2 separate regions of the Muntiacus reevesi genome follow, and region 2 is linked to region 1. A link is a contact called in public Hi-C data. All regions are on one chromosome and are shown on one strand. Each heading gives the region's core, a stretch centred on a gene start, on an enhancer-like site or on the middle of the called end of the contact. The rest is flanking DNA. Distances are from core to core; before and after follow the strand shown. Region 1 holds the start of CNEP1R1 (CTD nuclear envelope phosphatase 1 regulatory subunit 1). Region 2 holds the start of BRD7 (bromodomain containing 7).

Region 1 (6,576 bases), core at 1,885-4,384:
TAAAATACTATTCTGGGGGCCGAGACAGTTTCTTTCATTGGGATGCAAACATTTCTAAAATTTACAAATCAAGCTTCAAAGAGCAACAGAAATATTGCGAAACCTTAATTATCTAGAACTTCTGGTGATGCATGTTTAGAAGAGGCAAATCATAGAAAAACAATCTCATTTTAGTTATTTAATAATACTCAAAATTTCAAATTTATGCTCTCAGCTCAGAACAGATTAAACTCAGTTTTTTTATTTCCATTTCTATATTTCCAATAAGAAATATACTAAAGTATACTGATTTTTCTTTTTTTTAAATGAAGCAAAATCATAATCAAACCCACCAGGCAGGACATGGGTATACTAAACAAGCTGAAGTCATTTATATGGAAGCACTGAGACTGTGAACCAGAGAAAAAGTGTATTCATTATATTACATTTTATAATCCTATACATTTAAAAATATTCCCAAGTAACAGTGAAATAAGGTTTTCAGGATAATTCCTAGGTAAACTGGAGAGCTTGAGAAAAATCATTACTACTTGTGAATTCTGACCAATCAGAATTCCTGTAACATATGTTCAGCACTTTGCAAATAGATTTAATAAAAATGACACAAAAAAACTTGACACAGGAAAAGACCCCTGACTTCAACAGTCCTCTTCAGTTCGGTCCCACCAACTGAATCGTACTTCAAAATAAAGTATGTCCTTCGTGGGCTTCCCTTGTGGCTCAACAGGTCAAGAATCTACCTGCAGTGCGGGAGACCTGGGTGCGATCCCAGGGTTGGGAAGATCCCCTGGAGAAGGGAAAGGCTACCCACTCCAGTATTCTGGCCTGGAGAATTCCATGGACTATAATAGAGGCCATGGGGTTGCAAAGAGTCGGACACGACTGAGCCATTTTCACTTTTCACTCTTCTTGGAAAAAATTAAACTTCAGCAATGAACAGCCAAGAAATTAAGATTCCCAACTTAAGTTAACAAAGTATTCTGCTTATTGATCTTATCATTTATATATTTGTCTATGTTTCCTATTTCCTATATATTTCCATGGGGCAGTAACTACAATTCTTTCAAGTCATATTTTACAGTATTGTTGAATATCACTTCCTTCAACAAACTTTACTTCAATAGTTTCTAGGCAAAATTGTAAAACTGCTAAACAGACTACTGACATTTTTATTACGTGTTCTGGTAACCAGATTTCTCATATATGTCTAACAAAATATACGTATTTTAAAATAAAAATAAAAAGTCAACCACACAAAATACGACTATCCTTTCAGTGTTGTCAGTTTCTTTTCTTAAAATTTCTTTAAAATGCCGTCATTTACAATATTAAATAGACCTAAAACTGTCAAAACAGAAGGGAACCTTATGGTTTAATAAAGCAAGCATTTGTTTGGTTTTTTTTTTTAAGCAAGCATTTGTTAATCAAAAAGTTTTACGTGAAAGCAAATCACTGCTAGGCAGAATAAAAGTATCAACTGTCAGCTTATTTTCCCTTAAAAAAAAAAAAGTCCAAGCACTTACTTCTCCAACGTCCAGTGGCAGGTTGCAAGCAATGAATATATTCAGTAAGTCTCCTCTCGAAAGCCTTGAGATCTACGTAAAAAGATTTCAATTTTGAAATTAGCTACTCTTAGTAATCTGAATCTATTACGATGAATTTAAAATACTCTTAACTGCTTCAGGTCTTGCACACCAACTCACATGTATCACTGCACTGTCCAGTTCTTTACTATGACAGCTTTACGCCCTTGATAAACACTAGGTTTCTTTAGTTCCAATTTCATATATAAGAAAACTAGCTAGTTCCTCGTAAAATGGTATGTGGAAAATCAGTAGCAGCCTCAGTCGACGCCAAAAGCTAGAAATTTGGGGTTGCAAGTAAAGGATCAAAATCAAGTCGAGTTTTAACTCTGTTGGAATCAAGAACTCCGTATTAGGACAATATCTTACCTCGGGCCAAAGTCTCGATACACTTATGTTTAATTAACAGCTACGCTTTCAGTCTGTTCTTACTGGACTTCTGATCAGCTAACGGATGGGTAATGGAAAGACGCTCCCCTTTCCAGCCGCCCAAGAGCTTACAGATGATCTATGTGGCACTTCTGGAGCGCCGACGCCTGGTTGTACAAGATTGGGGCGTTCAAGGTGTTTCCTCTGAATGAGCAAGGTAAGGTATCATTTTCAGTTGCACTTTTCAAACTTTAAAAAGGAGACCAAGAGGCACTCCCTTACCCCGGCAGTTACCAAAAACCAAGGCAGAAATTAGGGATACAAGTCTTATCGACTACTAGAAAAAAAATAAAGTGAGTTAGCGCCCTACAAGGTTTGCTAACAAGTAAGAAATAGAAATAACCGGGCGAGAAGCTCCCTGGTCCACGCGGCAGGAATTGGGGGAGCTGACGCAGCGCCTCTCCAGCGGCGGCGGATGCCACGCGCGCCGGAAGCAGCGCCAGGCCGTGTCCGGCCGCCCCTTGGCCCCTGGGCCGGCCCCCGCGCCCCCAGCTCCGGGCCCCGTCAGTCCATCCTTCGCGGCCTCCTCTCTCCCGACCAGGTTTCCACGATTCCGGCGCCTCCAGAGCCCCGCGAGCTTCCGTGGAGGAGTTAGCGAAGGGCCCAGGAGGCGCACCCTACCTTCCGCCTGCTCCAGCGAGTTCATGTCGGGCGGCAGCTCCGGTCACCGGCGCGGCCCCGTCCGCATCTCAGCTCCACGGTCCCTGCCCGGCCCGCAGCGCCAACTCCCACCTCTAACCGCTTCCCTCCGCCCCTCTTTTTGGCACCGCCCCTTGACTAGACCCGCTACGCTCATTGGACGTTTCGGCCAGACCCTGTAACTAAGACGGTTTTCTATTGGCTACTTCCCTCACGGTTCTCGGGCACTGGCGTTGGACGGTCAGCCAGAAGGACCAAGAGTTGTCGGCGGCTGAGTTGGCGTGACACTAGCGCCGCCTCCTGTCCTGGGGAGGAACTGCAGCCTGTCCGGGAAAGTTCATTCATTCGTGTGTGTACTATTCCTAGTTTCCTGCTTGGTTCTTTCATTGCTTAAATAAGCCTGGCGTGCTGCGGTCCTTGGCATCTCCGAGAGTCGGATACGACTGAGCGGCTGAACGGCGACGAGCCCTTTAAGTACACATTTCTCCCTTGGTTATTTTTTTCTCATGTCATCCAATTTTCATAAATCGTAAAATGAGTGTTCTGGAACTTAAAAAAAAAAAGAATCTGTAAGGCATTGACTACTTTTATATTTGATTAAAAAACTCTCTGGCTCCTTTCCTTGTGGTCACTCATTCATTCAAGAACTATTGCATGTCTGGTAGGCACTGTATCAGGGATGCAGTTTAGCAAGATAGACAAGACTCCTATCCTCAAAATGGAAGGGTTACAGTAGACAATAAACATGCAAATAGATCATTAATTTCAGGTAAGCTTGGTTCTGTGAAGGAAGTAACAGGGTAATAGGATACAGTGAGATAAGAGCGGGAGGTGGGTGGTGGGGTGGGTGGTGGTCGGTAATGGGAACTAGTTCTAGGGAAGAGATATTTAACACACAGAGCCGGACGTTTGATTTGAGAGCCCCAAGAAGCAACTGGCCGAACAAAGATGGGCACTAAAAAGCTCCAAGTGGCACTGGGATTTTTTTCACTGTTGATATTTCATTCACTCATCCTTCAGTTTTCCTCTTCCCCACTTGCCATTAGAATTGACACATCCTTGCCCATTACTTCACTTTGTAGGCTCCTTTACCTTAACACTTCCAGAGCCTTCCTCTGGGCCAAACCCTTTACATACATTATCTCATTTAGCACGCCAACACAATCTTTTTTTTAAACTGTGGGTCAAAACCCCAGAGAAGATCATGAAAGACATGCAATGAGCCATAACTGTTATTTTGTAAATATGAACTAAAGTAAAACTTAAAATATTAGCACCACTAGTAGTAAAAATGTGTCATTTCATGATTTTTTATTTTGTTTGTGTGTGTATTCCATATGTGCTATGTTCTGATCATAATGTAAAACATATGTAAATGAGGGCTCCAATTAAAAAAAAGTTTGAAAAAAAAAAATTGAAAGGCACCAATGTAGGTATTAACAGGTTCATTTACAATGAGAAAAGTAAAACAAAATTGCCCAGAAGTGTGTATCAGTCACACATTCATGTCACAGACTCATTTTCATCTGTGTACAAAAAAAAACAACATTGAACATGCCTTTGAAAGGGTGTACATTTTTATCCTGTTATTGACACCTGCATGTATGGATCACGGGGGCCTGGGGAACAGTAAGGGAGGAAGAGAGGAAAACGGGGGCTCATAGTCAGGCTAAAAAATTTGGAACCTGAAGTAATGGGGAGACCGAGGGATATAGATTTGTAGAAACATTATATCAGTGAGATTTGTCAAGAAGATACTTAACAAATATTTAAGTACTACATGTTCCAGACACTGGAATATAAGCCAAGACTGCAAAGGTCTCCCTCTAAGGTCTCCTGCCCTGTGTAAAAGATAGTGTTTCGTGTAAAAACAAAAGACAGAACACTGAAAACCCTTAAAACATCAGTGATAAGATGAAGATCTGCTTCAAAGAGGGATAGCCAATACAATAACTAAAATTTGTTCTGGAGGTCTGGTGCTACATCTTTTATAGTTCAGGAGTGTGTAAACCTCCTTTAAACCCCACAGCAGCAACATGAACCAAAACGTGTTATCAAATTCATTTTAGGGTTGAGTTTAGAAATAGGTAGATGAGTTGATCAGCTCCAAATGCTGTCGCTGGAATTATCCTTGATTCTCTCTCCCTCTCTCTCTCCACATGGTAGATCAGATTCCGTAGCAAATCCTCTTGCCTGTATCATCCACATCGATTTAAAATTTAATCACTTCTCACCACTTCTGCAGCTCCCACTCTAATCCAAGCCACCATATAGCCTGGATTTACAGCTGTGACCCCTCACCAGCCTCCTGTTCCCACCCTTTTGCCAAATAGTGATTCATAAAATACTAAAAGATCACACGTTGTCCTCAGAAACTTCCAATGGCCCCTTGGAGTGACTACAACAGGGATCTTCCTGCCATCTCCATGGCGACACCTTCTAAAATAATTTTCACAAATTGTATGCCTCCTCACATGTTTCAAAAACTACAGCTGAGATTTTCATCATGGACTTGAATCCTTATAAAAGATGTATTTTCTGGTATTGTAAATATTGACGTTTGGAAGTAAACTCTTACGTGACTCTTTTAAAGGTATTCGATGTAATTGAAATACCATGGCAATTTGACACCCACCATCATCCCTTTAAAAATACATGAATATCTGTTATGAATATGGACATAAAAATCCTTTAAAGAATTAACAAATCAGATCCAGCAACATATAAAAAGGAGTATACAACAAGGTGAAGTGTGATTTATCCCATGAATGCAAAGTTGGTTTGACGTCAGACTTAGAGAATGAATTTATGGTTTACAAGGAAGAAGATTTAGGGGGAGGGATAGTTAGGGAGTTTGGAATTGAGAGAATGCATTGCTATATTTAAAACGGATAACTGACAAGGACCTACTGTATAGTATAGGGTGCTACATACCCCTGAACCACCTGGGAATTCATAGCACAGGGAACTCTGCTCAATAGTACCCAACAACCTAAATGTGGAAAGAATTAGAAAAAGAAGAGATGCATGCATATGTGTATATGAATCACTTTGCTCTACCCCTGAAACTATCACAGCATTGCCAATCAACTGTACTCCAATGTAAAATAAAAAGTTTCAATTCAGAAAAAAAAAAGAAAATGAATACGTGTAATATATCATATAAACAGAGTAAATAACAAAAACCACATGACTTAATGAGGATGTAGAAAAACTGGCGCATTGGAGCATTCATATATGGTAGGGTGTATGTGCTCAGTCACTTTAGTCGTGTCTGACTTTTTGTGATCCCGTGGACTGTAGCCCGGCAGGCTCCTCCGTCCATGGGATTTCCCAGGCAAGAATACTGGAGTGGGTTGCCATTTCCTTCTCCAGGGGATCTTCCCAAGCCAGGGATGTCTATGTGTCTCTGAAGCTCCTGCGTTGGCAGGCAGGTTCTAGTGCCACCTGGGAAGCCCGTGTATGGTCAGTAGGAATGTAAAATGGTGCAGCTACTTTGGAAAACAGTCTGGCAGTTCCTCAAAAAGTTAAGCATATAGTTACTATATGAGCCAGCAATTCTCCTCTTAATATCTGAGAGAATTGAAAACATATGTTCACAAAACACCTTGCACATGAATGTGCATGGTAGCATTAATCATAATAGTCAAACAGTGGAAACAACCAAATGCCCATCAACTAATGAATAGGTAAGCAAAATGTGATATTTCTATATAGTGAATATTATTCAACAATAAAAAGAAATGAAGTACTGATAAGTGCCACATCCATAGAGACAGGAAGAAGATGGTGGTTGCCAAGGACTTAGGAAAAGGGAAAGTGGAAAGTATGAGATTTTGGGGGGGCGGGTGATGAAAATGTTTAGGAATTAGATAGTGATGATTACCTAACTTTGTAAGTATACTAAAAGCCACTTTAAATGTGG
Region 2 (6,576 bases), core at 1,162-3,661, 290 kb before region 1:
CATATTAAAAAGCAGAGACATTACTTTGCCAACAAAGGTCTATCTAGTCAAAGCTATGGTTTTTTCAGTAGTCATGTATGGATGTGAGAGTTGAATCATAAGAGTTGATGCTTTTGAACTGTGGTGTTGGAGAAGACTCTTGAGAGTCCCTTGGACTGCGAGGGGATCAAACCAGGCAATCCTAAAGGAAATCAGTCCTGAATATTCATTGCAAGGACTGATGCCGAAGCTGAAGCTCCAATACTCTGACCACCTGATGCGAAGAAATGACTCATTTGCAAAGACCCTGATGCTGGGAAAGATTGAAGGCAGGAAGAGAAGGGGACAACAGAGAATGAGATGGTCGGATGGCATCACCAACTCAATGGACATGAGTTTAAGCAGGCTTCAGGAGTTGATGATGGTCAGGGAAGCATGCTGCAGTCCACGGGGTTGCAAAGAGTCGAAAATGACTGGGTGACTGAACTGAACTGAAGCTTTGCTCTGCACTAGGGGGCATTGGTGGCTTGATTTCAGAGCAGCAGAGGTTCCCTTCTCCAACATGACCCCTTTCCTCCACTCTGAACTCCTTCTCAGAGAGGCCAGAGCAGATTGTTACAGATACAAACTTCTATCCTTTGTAAAAAATCAGTTCCCCTCCTCTAAAGGAACTTCACCTTCCTTGACTAACCACTGGACTCTAATGGGGACTGCCAGTCACAGACTCTAACTCCTCTTGGCCATAGGGATGGACTTGGTATCCAAGCTGGATCAATCTCCCAACCCTTTGCCTATAAAACACGTGACCCAAGCCAAGCCAATCAGAGACCTTTCCTGGAATTTTTTCCTGGATGAGGCTGACAGGAAAGAGACCCTTTTCCCAATCGGTCAGGATACAGCTGCTGGAAACCATGTTTTCAGTCATGTAAGAAAAGAAAATGGAGCCCAACACAGAAGGATGAGACAAAGAAAGAAAGCATCAAATCCCTGGCTCCTATCTTTCTTTGGGGAAGCTTTACTCCTCCCTTCCTGGACATGTGATCCACTAATCTTTTTATTCACCTGAAATAATTCAAACTGGGTTTCTATCATTCTTTGACCACAGGACCCTAAATTACAAGTCTACCACTTAACCACTGCAGTTCAAGTGAAAGCTACACACCTTCCTGGGAGAAGTGATCCAGAGGTCCAAACTCTTAAGTATAAATGACCGATGTCAGTTCCTTTCTTGTGAGTATAGATTTATCTGGAAACACACAGTGCACTGTAAGCCTAAACGCAGAGACAGTCAAGACCCCCTTCATCATATTCAGAGTAAAAAGAGGTTATGATTCAGATCCAGAAAACCTGGATTTGAAGCCTGGCTCTACCAGTAAGTGGCAACTTACTTCATTTCTCTGGGCATCCATTTCCTCATCTGTAAATTGGGAATATATTTCTCCCTTTCTACCTTACAAGGTTGTCATGTCAAAAAATATCAACATTATTTTGTCTCTCTGCAGCCATCATCCCTGGATGTGGTCTCTTGAACACATCTTAACATTTTATTCAGGTAAGTGCCAATGAACAAAATTGTGAATAACTCATCTCACCAGTAGGGTTCAGCATCTAAGGATAAAGTCAAGGAGAAGCAGGGCCTAAAGCAGGAAAGAGGAGTGGACCTCCATCAACAGAGCGATAGTGTTAGTCTGGACCTCTGCTTTGTGGGGATCCAGATTATTTTCATCATTTTTTCAATCTAATTTCTAAATTTTCTTTCTTTTCATTTCAAAAAATAATAAATATGCAAGTGAGAAAATTTTCAAAAAATACAGAGAAGCATGAAACTAAACCAATCAACTCCAGTCTCAGTCCTAGTCTCCTGAGATAACCACTATTAACCGTTCTTGTGTATCCATCACAGCCTTTTTATTCAAATGCCAACGTTTATTTCCATAAATGCATCTTACTGAATACACTCTGCTCCATACTTTGTTGGTATTGTTTTAATTAAGGTCTTGAAGGTCTTTACATATCATTATATAAGTTTGTTTTGTTCTGTTTTAGAGATTAGAATCCTTCCGCTACCAATGTTCTGGGTTTCCTGGGTCTGGCGTCCAGCACAGGATTCAACAAATGAAGATAGACGCTAGGGAAAGCGGGAGAGAAGAGAGGAGTCAGAAAGGAAGTAAGGTGATAAAAAAGATAAGAAAAAGGATGAAAGGAAGGAGGGGCAAGGAGGAGGGAGAGAGGGTAGGAATCTAGGCAGGAAAGAAAGAGAGGCAGACAGAAAAACGGGAATTTCAGAGCGGTGGACCCCGCCCTGGCCCCACCCACGAACCGGACTCCGCCCCCGAGCCGACTCCGCCCCCAGGCCTCAGGTTGCAGTGCCACCTCCAGCCGCCAGGGGCCGCCACGCCCAGCCGACCACTCTCTGCGCGCGCGGCAGGCCCTCTCTCCCGCTTCCGCGCCGGCCACTCGCCAACCTGCCGCCGCTCTCCGGCTCCGGCTGGGTCTCGCGCGCTTGGGCGCGGCTGGGTCTATTCGTGAGGGGCCTCGCGCCGCTCGGCGCACGCCGTCCCCCTGCCTCGCGGCGCGGGGTCTCGCGGGCCCCGCTCCCGCCCTCCGCTCGCCTGGCCCGGACCGGAAGCGGCGCCGCACGGCCTGGGCCTGGCGCGGGGGGCGGGCACCGGGGCCCGATCGGACATGGGCAAGAAGCACAAAAAGCATAAGTCGGACAAACACCTCTACGAGGGTGAGGAGTGGGCCACGGTGGGGGGCGGCGAGCCTATGGCCGCTTGGTGGAGTTTTCGTGCCTTCGAGACAACTCTCCAGCTTCCGAGGCGGGCCGGGGGTCGCACCTCCGGCGGGCAGGCCTGGACCCGCAAAGGGGGCGCGGCCCGCCTGAGCCGCGCCAGACCCCCCAGGCGGGGGCGGCGTTCGAACCCGGGACGTCCGGCCTGGGCGGGACTCCGGTTGGGAGGTGTGAGGCGGTCCCGAGAGGCCCGGGAGCGTTCGGGGCGTCCACTTGGCGAGTGTCCGTCATTCAACAGGTGCGCCGAGGGGCGCCCACTGCGAGCCATTGGCCGCCTCAGACTGACTATCCCTACCCAGTTTTACTCTGCGTTTTGGATACTGCCCGGCGAGGCTTTCCTTTAATCGAGATCCTTTCCTTTCGTTTAAGAGTATGTAGAGAAGCCCCTGAAGCTGGTCCTCAAAGTGGGAGGGAACGAAGTTACCGAGCTCTCCACGGGCAGTTCTGGGCACGACTCCAGCCTCTTTGAAGACAAAAACGATCATGACAAACACAAAGAGAGAAAGCGGAAAAAGAGAAAGAAAGGAGAGAAGCAGATTCCAGGGGAAGAAAAGGGGAGAAAACGGAGACGTGTAAAGGTAAAGGGTCGTTGCGTTGCTTCAGCTTTGAAGGTGGTACCACTTTCTGAGCGTTGCCGCCTCCCCCTGCCAACCTCACTTTATTTTGTGTCCAATGAGATGCTGAAACGCCCATAAAATCGGGCTGACTTTGAGGAAGAGCAGGGCAGAATAGAAACATCAGTCATCTATGAGTTTCAACAGCTCTTTAATTATGTTCTTAGTTGTACTCACACATCAGGTGAGTGAACAGCGAAGTCCTCATTTTCAGGAGCTGCTTCAAAGAGTGGTTTTTCCATCTAGGAAAGGTAAAAGTCATGCCCTAGCAAAGCTCAGTTTTTGATGTTTTGGGGAAACAGTCATTTCAAAAGTAACTGTTGTCACAGAGCACCGGATTTGAGCCCCCTGCATCATACAGCAAATTCCCACTGGCTGTCTAGTTTTACATATGGTAATGTAAATGTTTCAGTGCTGCTCTGTTAATTCGCACCACCCTTTTCTTCCCCCCTCTGGGAGCTGGGAGGGAGGTTCAAGAGGGAATATAGGTATACCTATGGCTGATTGATGTTGATACATGGCAGAAACCAATAGAATGTTGTAGTTAACTTCCAACTAATTTGTAGTTAACCTCCAATTAAAAATAAATTTAAATGTTTTTAAAAAGTAAATGGGATTTATTGGGATTCAGATTTTCTTCTGAAATACTGTAATGCCAAATACATAATGAATGACTTTCATCTTTTAAGACAAAGTCTGAGTCTGTTGAAGTGATAATTTGATCAGAAACCTTCAAGGGATATGACAGCAGTAATAAAAATAAGCATTTTCTTAACCACTTGCAGATACTAGAAAGGAAAAAAGAAAGTGGTTGCCATCCCTGTTTGTCATCTGGGTGAAATAGTAATAATAAACTTTCCTTCCAAGGATGATCACATATGTACCTGGAATTGTCCTAGACTGCTTCTGCACTTCCCAAATTTAACCTGTCACCAAGTAACTTATTGAATCATTTACTGGAACTTGAAGCTAAATCTCTGTAGGCTTATTTTATAATTTTTTTATATTTATATATACAACAGAAATGTTCTAGACCATGTGATTAAACACATTGTTAAGTCCCTAAATCGTAGTCTCTTTTTGGAATTTCCTATTTATGTCTTTCTGCCCCAGTGTTTATTGCCTTTGTCTAGGCTGTGACTAAACATAGAACTGTCAAATGTTTTTTCCCCTAAATTGTAAAAGCCATGATTTTTTTAATTCAAGTGATACAGAAGTGAACAAGAAGGAGGAGAGAAAAAGTTTTCCTCACTCAAGTATCTCATTTAGTCTTTCTCTCCAGAAGTAACCAGTTTTGTTGTGGGGGGATTGTTTTTTAATTATTTATTATTACAGGATAAAGTAATTTATGAGCATAGTTTTAAAAAGTCAAGAGTACTATTAATACATTTAAACATAAAAGTAAACTCCTGTTGCATCCTTCCCAAACTTTTTAGTTTTTTCTTTGGATATTGATGTCCATTTCTAAATGTTGGTTTATGTTGCCGTTTACTGATTTTATTTGTACATCTTTTATTGGCATCATGTTACTGAAGATGAGAATTTAAATTAATGTCCTTATATAGCTCCATGCCTCCAGTTTCCCTTCCTGCATTCTCCCACTGTAGATACATCTCAGTTCTTAGTAAATTCAATATTCAGTGTTCATTTCTAATTATCGTTTAGTGGAGAAAAATGTAATATACATATACAGGTCTGATATTGACCAGTTGGCTAATTGCTTTCATTTGTTTGGTGGTTGTGTACTCATTCTTCAAGCTCTTAACAGATTTGTAAAAGCCACCTGGTTTCTTCTGTTTTTCACATGGGCAAACCCGTCCCTTTTTTTTTTTTTGGAAACATCTGTCTTGCATCCGTTCATCTCTGTCTCTACCTGCTCTAACCTGGATTAGTTGATTGGACCTGCTCTGCCTGCTTTTGGATCCCATATCTTTCTCTTGATTTACTCCTTTGTTGTGGTGAAGTCTTAACTCTACAGACCCCCTAAGAAAGCATTCATAGGAGGTAGATTTTTGTAAGTTCTTATGTGTTTGAAAAATTTTATTGTACTCTCATATACTCTCCTCATAGAGATTAATGGTTTGACTCAGCATGGAACTCCAAATTGGAAGTTATTTCCTCCCAGAATTTTGAAAGCATTGCTTGTTGTTTTCTAGCTCCCAGATTTGCTGCTGAGAAGTCTGTTTCCTTCTGATTTTTAGTTCTTTGAACATGGCTGGTATGTGCTCTCTCAAAACGTTTAGAATCTTTCCATTATCTTCAGTGCTCTGTTGCTTTCAGTTCCGAGATGTTTGCTTGAAGTATTTCTATGATAATTTCCTTTCCTCCATTCTCTCTTCTCTCTTTCCAGAGTCCCTGCTATTAGATGTTGGACTCCTCGACTGGTTCTCTAATTTTCTTGTGTTTTTTTTTTCTCCTCTGTTTTTTTTCATTCTTCCTTCAAAGACAGTTCCTGAACTTTGTCTTCTGGCTCTAGTCTTGAATTTTATTTCAGATCTTGTATTTTGAATTTCCAAGAACTTTTTTATATTTTCTAACCGTCCTTGTTTTAATAGCATCCTGTTCTTTTTACATGGGGTATCTTTTATTTCTCTGAGATACAAATTGATGGGGGTTTTTTGGTATTTTTCTTTTAAGTTTTCTTTTTCTTCTTGCATTGTCTCTATTTTCCCTTCAAGTTCTTCAGTTTGTTTATTCCACCTCTTCCTTTAGCGTCAGAAGCATCATTTGGTTATCTGTTAGGCCTTTGTAATCTATTTTTTATTTAAATGTGAAGCACAGAAAGGCAGATTACATGCTTTGTGCCTAGACAGAGTTTGTCAGCTGATGGACTTCACTGTGGGCATCACTAACAGGGACCTGATCGCTTCGATCAGGAACCATCAAAGTTTTACCCTTTCCCAGGTTTCTGGGCTTAGAACTTTTCTCACAGGTGTCTCCTTCCTTGCCGGCAGGAGGTATCTTGTTTGCTCTCATCTGGAGACTCCTCCACTTGCCTTTCGTCTCCCGAATGTGTTGCCATCTTTTATCCACTGTGGTCTCCTCTACTCTTTCCTCCCACCACCATCTCATTTAACTGGAAGTTGAGGTAACTCCTTTTAACCACTTCTGGTTTTAGTTCTGGCAGTTAGTCTACTGTTATGCCAGCTAATATAGTTTTCATTTCTTGTTTTATCAGTTATCTCATCT

What was found. Hi-C and Micro-C count contacts between places; a contact is called where the count stands out from the background.
Region 2: a Hi-C map of muscle shows a contact between it and region 1, with 5 times the contacts expected there. The contact joins the promoter of BRD7 here to the promoter of CNEP1R1 in region 1. A contact is called at or near these places in 2 of 3 Hi-C or Micro-C datasets (blood and muscle).

What each region holds. Positions count from the first base shown.
Region 1 is chr2:231,661,774-231,668,349 of mMunRee1.1, reverse strand. CNEP1R1 (CTD nuclear envelope phosphatase 1 regulatory subunit 1) reads right to left here and starts at 3,134. Exons shown (of 6, transcript XM_065925288.1): 1 at 2,634-3,134; 2 at 1,524-1,595. The coding sequence starts at 2,658. It also overlaps the pseudogene LOC136157445.
Region 2 is chr2:231,946,650-231,953,225 of mMunRee1.1, reverse strand. It overlaps BRD7 (bromodomain containing 7), which reads left to right and starts at 2,411. Exons shown (of 17, transcript XM_065925304.1): 1 at 2,411-2,713; 2 at 3,143-3,351. The coding sequence starts at 2,665.